Regions from separate parts of the Sus scrofa genome. Here region 1 is linked to region 2. A link is a contact called in public HiChIP or PLAC-seq data. All regions are on one chromosome and are shown on one strand. Each heading gives the region's core, a stretch centred on a gene start, on an enhancer-like site or on the middle of the called end of the contact. The rest is flanking DNA. Distances are from core to core; before and after follow the strand shown.

Evidence for each region. HiChIP or PLAC-seq counts read pairs in DNA pulled down with a chosen protein or histone mark.
Region 1: a contact with region 2 is called in an H3K27ac HiChIP or PLAC-seq map of alveolar macrophages. The contact joins two enhancer-like sites. A contact is called at or near these places in 14 of 47 Hi-C or Micro-C datasets (brain, embryonic fibroblasts, epiblast stem cells and 9 more) and 2 of 2 datasets of contacts at active chromatin or transcription factors (alveolar macrophages and skeletal muscle).

What each region holds. Positions count from the first base shown.
Region 1 is chr17:47,980,630-47,987,859 of Sscrofa11.1, reverse strand. All of the region lies in intron 1 of WFDC3 (WAP four-disulfide core domain protein 3), which reads left to right. It overlaps LOC110257454 (a long non-coding RNA gene), which reads right to left and starts at 1,033. Exons shown (of 2, transcript XR_002340062.1): 1 at 846-1,033; 2 at 353-726. Within about 2 kb of position 4,464, at least 15 of the 83 cell types and tissues checked have an H3K27ac peak or open chromatin away from gene starts, as enhancers often do. A contact at or near this core is called in alveolar macrophages, where this site is marked.
Region 2 is chr17:47,641,290-47,648,294 of Sscrofa11.1, reverse strand. RBPJL (recombining binding protein suppressor of hairless-like protein) reads right to left here. Exons shown (of 10, transcript XM_021077696.1): 10 at 6,126-7,005. Among named protein-coding and RNA genes, the nearest start is that of RBPJL, 13 kb to the right of the region's middle. Within about 2 kb of position 1,439, at least 4 of the 83 cell types and tissues checked have an H3K27ac peak or open chromatin away from gene starts, as enhancers often do. A contact at or near this core is called in alveolar macrophages, where this site is marked.

The sequences.
Region 1 (7,230 bases), core at 3,215-5,714, 340 kb before region 2:
AGAACACTGTAAACCAGTTATAATGAAAAAAGTTATTTAAAAAATACTGTTCAGGAGTCCCCATGTGGATTAGGGGGTTAAGGATCTGGTGGTGTCAGCATGCCATGGGTGCCGTCAAAAAAGAAAAAAAAAAAAAAAAGGACTGGTAAAGCAGCCCCACTCCATGCCTCATCCTCTGTTTGGCCTGCTTGTTTCTCAGGCACATGCCATCTTATTCTTGGTTTTAACTTTGCTTTGAAAAACAATAATTAAGTGCCTTCCATATTCTTAGAACTTTTCTAAAACATATATATATATATACACACATGTACAAAGGATACCCAAACCGTAATGAATTGTGGTCTGTGGTCTAGGCAGGCAGGGGAAGCTGCCAGAAGGGAAATCTCAGCATCCCTTTATTTATAGGCAGATTCGAAAGCTGTTGGGTAATTCCCAGTTGCCATAGTCACTTGTAGGGCTCTCTATTCAAATCTCAGCTCCAAGTTCTGTAAAGAGAGCAAAACGGAATCTCCCCAGGGACGGCCATCGTCTGTGGGACACGTGTCCTGTGTTGTTCTGGCTCTGGTAGATGGATTTCTTCTGCCCCTTACAAAGTCCCCATGACTGAAGTCTCCATTTATACATCATTTCTTCAACAACCATATATTGACTGTTTACTAGTTGCCAGATCCAGGGATGGGTTCTGGGTATATTCTGGGGGATGTCCGGCTGCATGGAACTCCTAGTCTAGTGGGAGAGAAAGAGATTTAACAAATAAGCATGTAAATATGGATAGTATTTCAAATATGGTAAGGACACGAAATAAAATGAAAGGGGGCTGAGAGAGAGAATAACTCGGGACTCACTTTAGATCGGGTGCTCGTGGAAGGCCAGGCTCAGAGAGTGACATTTAACCCGCAACCTGGGGTTGAGGTCAGCCAGGTGAAGGGTGTGGTGAACATTCCAGAGCGAGTGCCATGGTCTTGAGAAGGATCTTGCCACATTTGGGAAACAGAAGGAAAGCCAATACGGTTCGAAGGAGGGAGAAAATTAATCCAGGTAGCCTAGGAAGGGGGTCGTGGGGATGGAGAAAAGGCTGCCCAGTTGAGAAGATGGAGGTAGAAGTGACAGAACTTTCTGCTCGCTTCCTTGCCTCCTCCTCGATTCCCTTGAGAGGGTCCCCAAAGGTATTATACATTAGGAGTCGTCTAGTGGCTCAGCGGGGTAAGGATCTGCCATTGTCACCGCTGTGGCTCTGGTTACAGCTGTGGTGCAGGTTCGATCCCCGGCCTGGGAACTTCTGCATGCTGAGTGCCGCCAAAAAAAAAAAAAGAGAGAGAGAGAAAGAAAGAAATTGGTGATGTGTCTCTTGGCTGGCCCCTTCTCATTTTTCTTTTGTTTCAGTATTTTCATGGCTACTTTTGCTTGTTTGTACTTCCAAATATATTTTATAATCATATTGTATATCCCCTCCTCCCCCCAGTACTGAGGCTACTTTTATTGGAGAGTTGTTGGATGTATAAATTAACTTAGGGAGCACTGACTTTTTTTTTTTTTTGGGAGAATTGACATTTTCATAGTAATAAATTTTTTGGGGGGGTCATGTCCGTGGCATGCGAAGATTCTGGGGCCAGGGATCAAACCTGTGCCACGGCAGTGACAGCACTGGATCCTTAACCTGCTGAGCCACCAAGAAATGTCTCTTTGTTATCTCAAATGGGGTCTTACACTGTGTTTTCCATTATAGTTTTTTTTCTTTATTTTTAGGGCCACACCCACAGCATATGGAGGTTCCCAGGCTAGGGGTTGAAATCTGCTGGCCTACACCACAGCCACAGCAACGCAGGATCCAAGGTGCATCTGGGACCTATACCACAGCTCATGGCAACCCTGGATCCTTTAACCCACTGAGTGAGGCCAGGGATCGAACTCGCATCTTCATGGATGCTAGTCAGGTACAGTTCTCCTGAGCCACGCTGGGAACTCCATGTTTTTTAAAGGCAATGGAACCATTCTCTCATCTGAGTACATGTGTGGCAGCATATTACAGTGAAAAGGCCTAGATTTGGTGGTCAGAGCCCTGGGTTCAACCCTGAGCCTCACCAGTCACTGGCCTGTGGGTCCCTGGTTAAGTCTGCTTCTCTGAGCCTCAGTTCCCTTCTCTGTAAAAGTAGGAAGGAGAAACCTCAGAAGTTGTTGTCATGATTCAGAGTATGTACAGTGTTCAGCTCCTATGGAACATTAGCTCCCTTTTTTAAAAATTAATGAATTTATTACATTTATAGTTGTGCAATGATCATCACAATCCAATTTCATAACATTTTCATCCCGCAACCCCCAGCCGATCCCCCCACCCTCCAGCCTCTCTCCTTTGGAAACCATAAGTTTTTCAAAGTCTGTGAGTCAGTATCCGTTCTGCAAAGAAGTTCATTCTGTCCTTTTTTCAGATTCCACATGTCAGTGAAAGCATTTGATGTTGGTGTCTCATTTTCTGGCTGACTTCACTTAGCATGATAATTTCTAGGTCCATCCATGTTGCTAAAAATGCTGTTATTTCATTCCTTTTAATGGCTGAGTAATATTCCATTGTGTGTATGTACCACATCTTCTTGATCCACTCCTCTTTTTGATGGACATTTAGGTTGTTTCCATGTCTTGGCTATTAAAAATAGTGCTGCAATGAACATCGGAGTACATGTGTCTTTGTGAGTCATGGCTTTCTCTGGATAGATGCCCAGGAGTGGGATTGCTGGATCAAATGGTAGTTCTATTTTTTAGTTTTCTGAGGCATCTCCATACTGTTTTCCACAGTGATTGCACCAAAAACATTAGCTCCCTTCACCTTGCCTCCTAGAGCGGCCTTCATCAGGAGTACAGTTTTGTTTGTTTTTGGCCACAGCGTGCAGTGGCTTGATGTGGGATCTCAGTTCCCAGAGCAGGGAGTAACCCAAGGCCACAGTGGTGAAAGTGCTGAATCCTAACTACTAGACTACTAGGGAACTCCCAGGAATACAGTGTCTAACCAGCCCCTTTATCAGGAGAATCAGGATCATTTTCTCTTCCCTTGGTCACGTCAGCTCTCAGATGGGAGGGGCTTTCCTTCCAGCCACTCCTCCCCAGGTCACAGGCCCTTTCCCCTCTGTCTGTGGCTGGCTTCGGCAGCTCCCTTGGGCAGCCTGCCCATAACGGAGAATAGAGGGCTGTCCTCCTTGCCAGGACTCTTGAGGTCCAACTCTGGAACCAGAGCCTGGCAATCTGTCTCACGCGATTACTCACTGTCAGCTCGTGGGGCCTGGCACAATCTTCCCAGTGTTTGAAGGTGATGGCTGAATGGCCTTGGGGCTGAGGGTGAGGCTGGCACTCAGGCCAGGCACCTCTGTGAGCTGTTCTGGGCCCTGGCCAGCCAGCCCAGGCAGGGCTTCCTCTTTCCTTTGAGCCAGGCAGGCTAGAACAGGGACCTCCCTGAGATCTCCTGGAGCCCCCTGGTCCAGAGGGTTCCTAATCTGGTGGGAAGTGATATTGGCTGCTGGGTTATTAGTTAATTACTTTTCTCTGGCTCCAGTCCTGGGGAGGAGGGCTGGGCCACTCACCCAGCAGGACTGGCTGCTCTTCTCCTTCCGGCTCTGAACACTTTCTGCTTTCTTTTAGCCCTGATTTGCCAGAGCTTTACTGAGGCCTGTGCTGTCTGTTTGATAAGTAAGGTGGACAGTTGGCATGGTGCCTGAGGGCACAGGGCACATCCTGGGACCTGCTCCCCTGAGGCAGTTCTGGTCTTAGCGTGGGTGGGTCTGAATCCTGGCTCCTCTGCTCTCTTACTATGTGGCCTTGGGCAAGGGTTTTCTGTCTTTTTTTTTTTTTTTTTTTTTTGGTCTTTTTAGGGCTGCACCCACAGCATATGGAAGTTCCCAGGTTAGGGGTCTAATTGGAGCTACAGCTGCTGGCCTACGCCACAGCAACACAGGATCCGAGCTGCATCTGCGATCTACACCACAGCTCACTGCAATGCCAGATCCCTGACCCGCTGAGTGAGGCCAGGGATCAAACCTGCATCCTCATGGATACTAGCCAGGTTCTTAACCTACTGAGCCACAGTGGGAGCTCCTGGGCAAGTTTTTTTCATCTCTCTGAACCTCACTTTTATCATCCTTAAAATGGAGATAAGGATATTTATCTCCTAGGGTGGTAACACAGTGTCCGTCCATTTGGGCTGGTGTAACAGAGTACCATGGACTAGGTGGCTTCTAAACAACAGTAATTTCTTTTTTCAGACAAAAACAAAAACAAAAACAAAACAAACAAACAAAAACAAAAAACAAAACCCAAAAAGAGCACTCTGCTGATGTGTGAAGAATGGACAGGGGAGGGCAGTAGATGACAGGCCAGTTAAGGGGCCCTGGTGGCAGGCAGGGCTGGGACCAGGGTAGGGCAGTGACAGAGCAGATGTGGAAAAGTGGCAGACGTGTAGCACTTTTGAAGGTGGAGCTGACTGGACTGGGGAAAGAAGTTAGCAGAAGTGGGTGCTGAGGAAGAGGAAGTGTTAAGAAGGGTGCTGGGTGAGAGCGGTCCTCTGTACAGAGCAGGGGACAACTCTGAGAGAGGGAGGATCTGGAGTGAAGATCCAGACCATGGCCTAAGACTTGTCCCCTTTGGCTTCCGCATGGCCCCCTCCCATTGTGTGGAAGTTGACTCTCCTTCATCCCCCGGGCCCCCGTGTTTTGCTTCTTACAGTGTGGGCATTATGTCCTTTGTATGGACTGATGGTCTGGGCTCCCTGTGTGTGGGGGGTCGCCTTTTCCTGAAACCTCACTGCTGGTTGTACAGCAGAGTTACCACAGCAGGCCTGAGATTGATCTCAGAAAGGCCTGCTCACAACATCACCTTGGCTGGCTTCTGGGCATTTGGATTTTGAGAAGGTTCCTACCACCCTAACCAATAAGAGTGGTACGTGCCAGGCAGAGAGTGTCCATGTGACCAGTCCCCAGGAAGAACCTGGAGTCACTAATGAGCTTCCCTGGTACAGGGCACTCGGCACGTGTTGTCACAGCTCCGTGCTGGAGGGACAAAGTGCATCCTGGGAGACTCCCCTGGGAGACGGCTCTTGGAAGCTTGTGCCTGATTCCTTTGGACTTTGCCTCATGGACCTCTTCCCTCTGATGATTGTGCTTTGTGAATTTTTTTTTTTTTTTTCTGCTCCTTGGCATATGGAGGTCAAGGGCAGCCAGGGATGACTTCCGAGCCTCAGTTGCAACCTACCCCGGGGAATTGAATCCTCATCCTGGTGCTGCAGAGACGCCGCCAATTCCATTGTGCCACAGCGGGAATTCCTGCTTTGTGTTTGGGGGCTGTAATAAATCATGGCCATGCGTACAACTGTGTGCCAAGCTCTGTGAGTCCTAGTGAATGCCCGAACCTAGGAGTTGTCCTGGGGGCTCTGGACACACTGGTTTATAAGTTTCCCCAACCTCTTAAACAGTCAACCACGATCTTCTTTTGTGGCAGAATTGAGCTGAATGTCACCGTTGATTTGTCTTTGATCCTTGTGGGAACGGAGGGGATCATAACGATGTGGGTTAAAGGGCACTAGACTGGGAGTTCCCGCTGTGGCCAGTATCCAGAGCACGTGGGTTTGATACCTGGCCTTGCTCAGTGGGTTAAGGATCCCGCGTTGCCAAGAGCTGTGGTGTAGGTCGAAGACGAGGCTTGGATCCCATGTTGCTGTGGCTGTGGCTTAGGTTTGACCCAATTCTGTGACCAGTCCCTCCTATTTCTACATGTCTGTCTGTCTATTTACAAGAGAAGGGAAGTGGGTTTGAGGGCTCAGAAGGACCTTCTTGGCCTAAAAAGTTTTGAAATTTCACATTTCTGCCATGTCCTTCCCTAGCGGAAGTTTGGAACTGGGGCAACGGTAAAGACAAAGTGTGAGGAGTTCCTAGGCTTCAGCTTCTTGTTCTACTTTATTCTTTTCTTTTCTTTTTATGGCCGTGCTTGCAGGATATGGAAGTTCCCAAGTCTGGGATCAAATCGGAGCTGGAGCTGCTGGCCTGCGCCACAGCCACAGCAACACGGATCTTTAACCCACTGAGTGAGGCCAGGGATCAAACACCCATCCTTACGGACATTCTATTGGGTTCTTAACCCATTGAACCACAACAGGTCTCCTTTTTTGGTGAGAGCTTGAGATCTTGGCATTGGGGTGTATCTGGAGGCTAGGGATGGCTATCTGGCTATCGTTCCTATTTCTTAGTCTCATTCCTGCTAAGATAACTGTGAGGTGACAGGAAACCGTGTGATTTGAGGAACTGAGCTTATCTAGCCTGCTGAAGCCAAGACAGTGAAAGGCAAAGGATGTCTAAAGGGATTGGCACGAGCCATGTTTTTGCCAGGTCTCTGGGGCTAGGAAAAGGACCAGTGGAAACAGATTTCTCATTCCTAAGTCTGTCTAGCTTATGTAAGGATGGCACGGCCTTCCTTGGAGAGAGTGAGGCCCCTTTAATTCCAGCTGTTCAAGCTGAGAGTCAGGGATTGTTTGGCAGGAATTCAAGCATCAGACAGGTGGTCGGACTGGGTAAGCCTGCTGGGCACTGGTCCCAGGGGATGGGCTCTGACCCTCCGGGCTTCAGCCTTTCCTCCAAGGGTCCTTTCATGGCTTTGAATAGTTGACAAACCTCAGGGGCCTCAGGGAAGCCAGGTCTGGGGGGCAGTAGAGCTTTGATCTCTGTGCCTGGTCCTGGGATGAGGGTGAGAAGGTCAAGTGCTCCTGGCATTGGTTACTTCGGAATCGGGCACAGCAAAATGGTGACACCTGAGACGTGTTCTCTAGGCCTCTGTTCTCTAGGGGACAACGTGTAACTCCATGAGAAGTTTCTGTTGCGGGTTTTTCTCCCAACCACGGAGATTTTTTTTATTCCCAGCCTTCTCAACTATGGGATAAAAGGCTTTGTTCTTTGTTAAATGGATTTTAGTATTTGGCAAAGAGGTGGGGACATAAATCTGGTGGTTACAGTAACCATATTTTCTGAAGACACATAGTTGTGACACCATCTAACGGTGGCGTCAACTACTTGAAATAGGGGCTATTTAGGAAAATCCTAGGAGGGCCAGGTTATTCTATTTAGTAGTAGAATAACCTGGAACACAGCTGCGAGTGTTCTCCTTGGAATCCAACATGCTGGACTTCCTGGAGCCAGCCATGTACAATCGAAGGTATACGTTCCTTCTCAGAGGCCGTGGGCCAGTCCTGCTGTGGTTTTC
Region 2 (7,005 bases), core at 190-2,689:
CGTTGTGGCTCAGTGGGTTAAGAACCTGACCAGTGTTCATAAGGATGCAGGTTCAGTCCCTGTCCTCGCTCAGTGGGTTAAGTAAGGGTCCATTGTTGCCTTGAGCTGAGGTGTAGGTCGCAGATGCAGCTTAGATCCCACGTTGCTGTGGCTGTGGTGTAGGCTGGTAGCCGTAGCTCCCATTTGACCCCTAGTCTGGGAACCTCCATATGCCATGGGGTGTGGCCCTAAAAAACAAAGGCAAAAAAAAAAAAAAAAAAAAAAATCCAGATTCTTAAATGAGGGAATAAAAATCAAGATTTGCTGATTCTTAGGCTGCATGGTGAGCACTGGGCGTTGCCGTCTAGAGGCAGGTTCTCCTTCCCCACAGCCTCTGTCACCTGTTTCACTCACATCACCTGCTTGGCCTCTGGGCATCGTAGCTGCTGGGTTCTGTATAGATACCACTGACACCTCTCTTGGTCTTCATTACCCTGAGGTGGGTAAGAACCCTTTAACCAAGGAGACACCCACCCTTTGCTGGTTTGTGCAGAGTTAAGCCTTCATTCCAGGGCCTGGGGCTTGGGTGGTCTTCCTTTGGCAGGCACTTCATGGCCCAGTGCTTCGTTGGGGTCAAGGGAAGGATGCAACGAAGAAAGGGCAGTGGAAACAAAGCGGAGTTCCTGTTGTGGCTCAGCAGGTTAAGAACCTGACTAGTATCCATGAGGACACGAGTTCGATCCCTGGCCTCCCTCAGTGGGTGAAGGATCTGGTGTTGCCATGAGCTGTGGTGTAGGTCTCAGACACAGCTCGGATCCCACATTGCTGTGGCTGTGGTGTAGGCAGGCAGCTGCAGCTCCGACTGGACCCCTAGCTGGGGAACCTCCATATGCTGCCGGTGCAGCAACAAAAAGGAAATAAAAAAGGGAGTTCCCATCATGGCTCAGTGGTTAACAAATCCGACTAGGAACCATGAGGTTGTGGGTTCGATCCCTGGCCTCACTCAGTGGGTTAAGGATCTGGTGTTGCCGTGAGCTGTGGTGTAGGTCTCAGACGTAGCTCAGATCCAGTGTTGCTGTGGCTCTGGTGTAGGCCAGCAGCTGTAGAGCTGATGGAAAAAAAAAAAAAAAAAGAAGAAAGAAACAAACCCTCACATTGCAAATGTTCATGGTGGAAACCCACTCTCTGTTTTATATCTGTCATAATACTGCAAAATAGGTGCTATTACTAGTCTCATTTTGCAGAAATGGCAGCTAAGAGGTGAAGTCACTTACCCAAAGAGACGCAGCTTACCAAGAGTAGAGGCAGGATTTGAACCCAGGCGGTCTCTGGGGTTTGAACCCAAGGCTCTGGAGTTTCTCACAAACACATTGCCTATCAGAGGGTTTATGTCACCCAGGCCCGCTTCACTCCCTTGGAAGTTTGGTTTCACATCCTTCCTGAGACCCATGAGGCTTGAGTCAGTTTCTGTTCCTTGCAACTTGAGACACATCTGTCAGAGCTGTGCTGTCCCAGACAGTGGCCACTTAGTCACATGTGGCTATTTTAAAGAGTTAATAAAAATTCGAAAACAGTCACTTCCTCAGTGGTACTAGTTGCAGTTCAAGTACTCAACAGCCACATGTGGCTGGCGGCTGCACTGCTGGAGGAGGCAGATATAGAACATAATGAAGGTGGTAGCAATTTTGTTAGAGCTGTGTTGGATGTATAAAACCAGGGTTCGGGACCTCAGGATTTGGATTTCAGCTTATTAGCTGTTAGCCTGGGCTCCTCTGGGGAGGTAGGTTAGAACCTGGCCCATAGGAAGTGCTCCAGAATTGGCACTTTACACTCAGCATAAGCACATCTTTTGGGTAAAGTATTTGTTCCCCAGACTTAGGGATTTACATAAATATCTGGGTCAGGAATTAGTTAGCTGGTTCCAGGGTCTTCTGAGGTTGTAGTCCCAGCGTTGGTCAAAGCTGTAGTCCTCTGAAAGCTTGACTGGACGGGAGGAGCCACTTCCAAGATGGCGCACGTACATGCCTGGCGAGATGGTGCTGACTGTTGGCAAGAGTCCTGAGTTCCTTGCCATGTGGACCCCCGTAGGGCTGATGGAGTGTCCTGATGACATAGTGGCTGGCTTTTGCCAGAGAATGATTGAAGAGAGCCAAGTGGAAGCTATCATACCTTTAATGGCTGAACCTCGGAAGTCACACTGTCACTTCTGTTAAATCTCATTGGTCACACGGGTCAGCCTTATTCATTGCGAGAGGGGAGGCCAGAAGGGCGGGCGTACCAGGAGGCAAGACTTGTCAGAAACCATCTTAAACGCTGGTTACTAGTAGCCCCATTGCTGGTCAACTCTGGACAGGGGTCTGTTTATCGGGAGAGCAAAGTCTGGGTGGAACTTGGTATATGATATTATTTCTGAGAGTTGGGCACGGAATGTAAAGTGGTTTGGACAATATTGGGCCAGTTTGGGGCATGATCTTGTCAGTCTTCTGAGGCAGCAGAAGCACTGACCCCTGTGTGGGGGAATTTCTTCTTGGGGGCGCAGGAAAGCTTACTGGCCACAAAGATTCCCCCTTGTCCATAGTTTGCTATATGGTTTTAGGGAGGAGGATGGTCAGAGTTTTAAGCTGGCCCCCAAGATTTCTGCCCCCTGGTGTATACAATCTGCATATTTTCTTCCCTTCAGTGTGGGCAGAACCCGTAAATATGATGGAAGTCACTCCCATGCTATGGTTATACTGGGTAACAAAGGAGAAGGGATGCTGTACCTGTAATTAAGGTCCCGAATTAGTTAGGTTTTGAGTTAGTAAAAAGGGAGATTATCCTGGGTGGGCCAGACCTAATCAGTTGAAAATACATGTAAGAGGGTCTGGAAGCTTCCTAATGAGAGTGATGCGCTCTTGTTGGCCCCCAAAGAAGCGAGCTGCTGTGATTTCTACAGCTACAAGGTCATGGAGTTTGCCAACAGCCACATGAGCTTGGAAGAGGACCCTGTGCCTCTAAGATACTGCAGCCCTGGCTGACACCTTGATGACAGCCTTGGGAGACTCTCAGCTGAAGACCCAGCTAAGCCGTGTGTGGACTCCTTGCCCATGGACCTGTGGAACAATAAATGGTGTTGTTTTAACCTGCTATGTTTGTGGTTATTATTTATGTAACATAGAAAATAAATACAAGAAGGTCACGCCTCCTCTGGCCCATCAAATTCCTTATCTGTTAAAGGGAAGAAGGTTGGGAGTTCCCTCAGTGGCTTGGTGGTTAATGAGCCCACCTAGGATCCATAAAGATGCAGGTTCGATCCCTGGCCTCGCTCAGTGGCTAAGGATCTGGCGTTGCCATGAGCTGTGGTGTAGGTTGAAAATGTGGCTTGGATCTGGCGTTGTTGTGGCTGTGGTGTAGGCTGGCAGCTGTAGCTTTGATTTGACCCCTAGCCAGGGAACTTCCATATGCCTTGGGTGTGGCCCTAAAAAGATAAAAAAAAAAATGAAGTTTTGCGGGGAGTTCCTGTTGTGGTTCGGTGGTTAATGAATCCGACTAGGAACCACAAGGTTTCAGGTTCGATTCCTGGCCTAGCTCAGTGGGTTAAATATCCAGTGTTGCCATGAGCTGTGTGGTATAGGTTGCAGACTCGGCTCGGATCCTGCGTTGCCGTGGCTCTGGCATAGGCTGGCGGCTACAGCTCTGATTAGACCCCTAGCCTGGGAACCTCCATATGCTGCGGGAGCAGCCCTAGAAAAGGCAAAAAGACAAAAAAAAAAAAAAAAAAAAAAAAAAAAAAAAAAAAGAAGAAGAAGAAGTTTGCGGTATTTAGATAATCTGTAAAAGTGCTTCTAAAGTAACAGTGGCAGCAACTAGCCCATATAAAGTGGTTAACTATGGGTCAGACGCTGTTGAAAATGCTTACATATATTATTACATTCCTCATGACACCTTATGAAACAAATCCTATTTTCCCCATTGACAAAAAAGGAAGCTGAAGCACAGAGAATTCAAGTGCACTGAACTTGCCAAACTCATCTAGTTACTATATAAAGCTTGGCTGTTGCCTGAAAAGCCACTATTAGCTCTGTGTTCCTTACGAGTGTGAGGAGAAAGGCATACATGTATGTATGTATAGTGTATGAATATATACAGATCTTTCTCGACTTGCAATGGGGATATGTCCTGATAAACCCATCGTACACTGAAAAGATCATAAGTTGAAAACAAATCGAACCTACTGAGCATCATGGTTTCGCCTGTGGGCACTTACATTAGCCTACAGTCGGGCAAAATCATCTAACACTAAGCCTACCTTTATCATAACGTGTTGACTCTCTCATGCAATTTACTGACATTGCACTGAAAGTGAGAAACACAGTGGTTGTCTGGGTCCAGAACGGTTGTAAGTGCAATCAGCAGTTGATTCTTGTGATTGATCTTGCGTGGCTGACCAGGAGCCGAGGCTCACTGCCGCTGGCCAGCATCAGAAGAGAGGTTTGGACTGCATAGCCCAGGAAAAGATCAAAATTCAAAATCGGAAGTACGATTTCTACCGCATGCGTCTCGCTTCTGCAGCACCGTAAAGTGGAACTATCATTAAGTCAACCACGTAAATCGAGGACCATCTGTACATGTACCCACTGGGACAAAACCAGCCAAGCCCAGGATACTCCCACCCAGGATGAGGGGCTGATGGTGCACGTCCAGACCCCAGCCAGGGTCAGGAGGAGGCTGCTCGAACCAGATGGGAGTCCTCAAACAGCTTGGTCACAAGACTCTGCTTCCACCGCCCTCCCCAAACTTCACCTGCCCCTCCCAGCCTCCTAGGGTGTAAGCGGCCAGCTGGAACAGGTGTTAACCACTTTACGGCTGAAATGGTTCCTTGGGTCCCACTGCCCTGCCTACCTTTGTTCCTTTAGGTCTGGAACAGAGCCAGGTCTGACCGGGGCTTGAAGGGGGTGATTTTCTTGGTGCACATGGTCAGAGCTGACCCTTGCAAAACCTAGACTATATTGTCGTACTAGTTTGGTCCCCCATTCAAGCCACTTCCTCTCGCCTTGTCATCTTCACAGTCTGTGCCTTCGGCTGTCAGCATCCTCCCCAGGGAGGAAGGTGTCTGAGAATTTTACCCATACTGTGGTTCTGATGAGTTTCTATTTGAGGAAACTCAAAAGAAACAGAAAAGAGAGAGAAACCCAAAGTTCAATGCTTAAGCCAGAAGACCAGCTTTTTTTCCCCCAGGGGACCCTCAGACAGCATGAGTGCTGGTAAACGGAAAGATTTTGGAATGGAGATTTTGCAATTATTCTCACCACGTGCCCCATTGCTCCCCTCGCCCGCTTCTTGGAGCACACACACACTAACGACGGGTAGAAGGGAATTAAAAGACGAGTATTAAGTAGAGAATTAAAAGAATCTCAGAGTCCCAAACTTAGCACCAAAAAGGATAGGATTCAAATCCAGCACTGCCATCAACCTGCTCTCAGAGTTTCGTGGGCTTTCTCTCTCAGAGGTTCAGTTTCTCTAGCTCTAAGATGAGGAGGGGATATGGACTAAGGCAGTGATTCTCAGCCTAGCAGGGTTCTGATCTTGAGAGCATGAAAAAGTTTATCTTTTAAAAGATACTCTTTAAGAACCTTAACAGGTCTTCAACTGAAAAAGAATGAAAACTCAATTTTGGGAGGAGAACAGTGCCACCTGCTGGCTTGACTTTGCACTTGCAAAGTCCAAATACCTGCAGATGCGATGCTGCTCATCTTGGTATTTATTGAGCACCAAGTCCATGTTCAAGGCATTGTAATGCATCCTCCAGGACATGCCAGGATGAGCTCCTTTCAACATGAAACTCACAGTCTAGAGGGGACACTTGACGCATACATAAAGCCCTTTGATCCAAGGTGGGCAGTATATGGCCTCAATGTGGTTCTACTTGATCATTTCCATACCAGGTGAAAGCATGGGGCCGGGGCCAGCTTTGTGGGCTTGTGACCTGGGCAGTCACACAAAAGCCTGTGCTTAGCAGGGCGCTGCCTTGAGCTCATGCTCTGCTATCACTGTCTTGAAATTCTTAACCATTTTTCTTTGGCCTTGTCCAAGGCATGAGGAAGTTCCCAGGCCAGGGATCAAACCTATGCCACGACAGTGACCACTCCTGGTTCTTAACCCACTGTGCCACCAGGGAGCTCTGAAATTTGTAATAATTTTTGAACAAGGGGCCATATGTTTTCATTTTGCCCTGGGCCCCACAAATTACATGGTCAGTCTTGCTTTGGGGAAATCTTGGGGAAGGGGCTCTCTGGGCTGAGTTTGGAGAACAGGGCAGTACTAGGGAGGGGAGAGGAGGAAGTCTATTCTGGAAGGGAGATGGAGAGGGAGGGGAGGTTGATATTTGATGGATCCAGGTTCAGATTTGGGAAGACCTCCAAGGATGGTCCAGTAGCTGGAACTCAGAAGAAAGGCCAGGGCTGGGGCTGTGGGGCCACAAACTTTCAGGTGGGTGCGGAGGTGGGACCAAGGGTCCTGGGGTGCCCTGAGGGGAGGGCACAAAAAGACAGAACTGCAAGACTGGGCCAGGGCTTTCAGGCCAACTTAGGTCCTTGGCTTCTGAGACTCCTGCCTTGTGGAGTGGTGGAGGAAGTTCTTAAGGCCCTTGACCCCAACTCCCTGTGCAGTGTGTTATGAAAGCCCTCTTAGCCTCTTTACAAGGGGCTTCCTGCTTCAACATCGTCATGGGGCAGTGGGCGCAAACTCTCCTGAGTCAGGCTCTCGTGTCAGCCACACTTCCCATCAATTTGTTCCCTGCGTTCCTCAGCCAGGATCCACTTTCAGGGGCTAAGATGGTCTTTGAACAAGCTTTTTTTCTTTCTTTCTCTCTCTCTCCCTCTCTCTCTCTGGCTGTGGCATGCAGAAGTTCCCGGGCCAGGGATTGAACTTGCACTGCAACTGTAACCAGAGCTACAGCAGTGGCAACGCTGGATCCTTAACCTACTGAGCCGCGAAGGGAACTCCCAAGCTTCTCTCTTTCCATGATGGAGGCTTGATGGCAGAGGG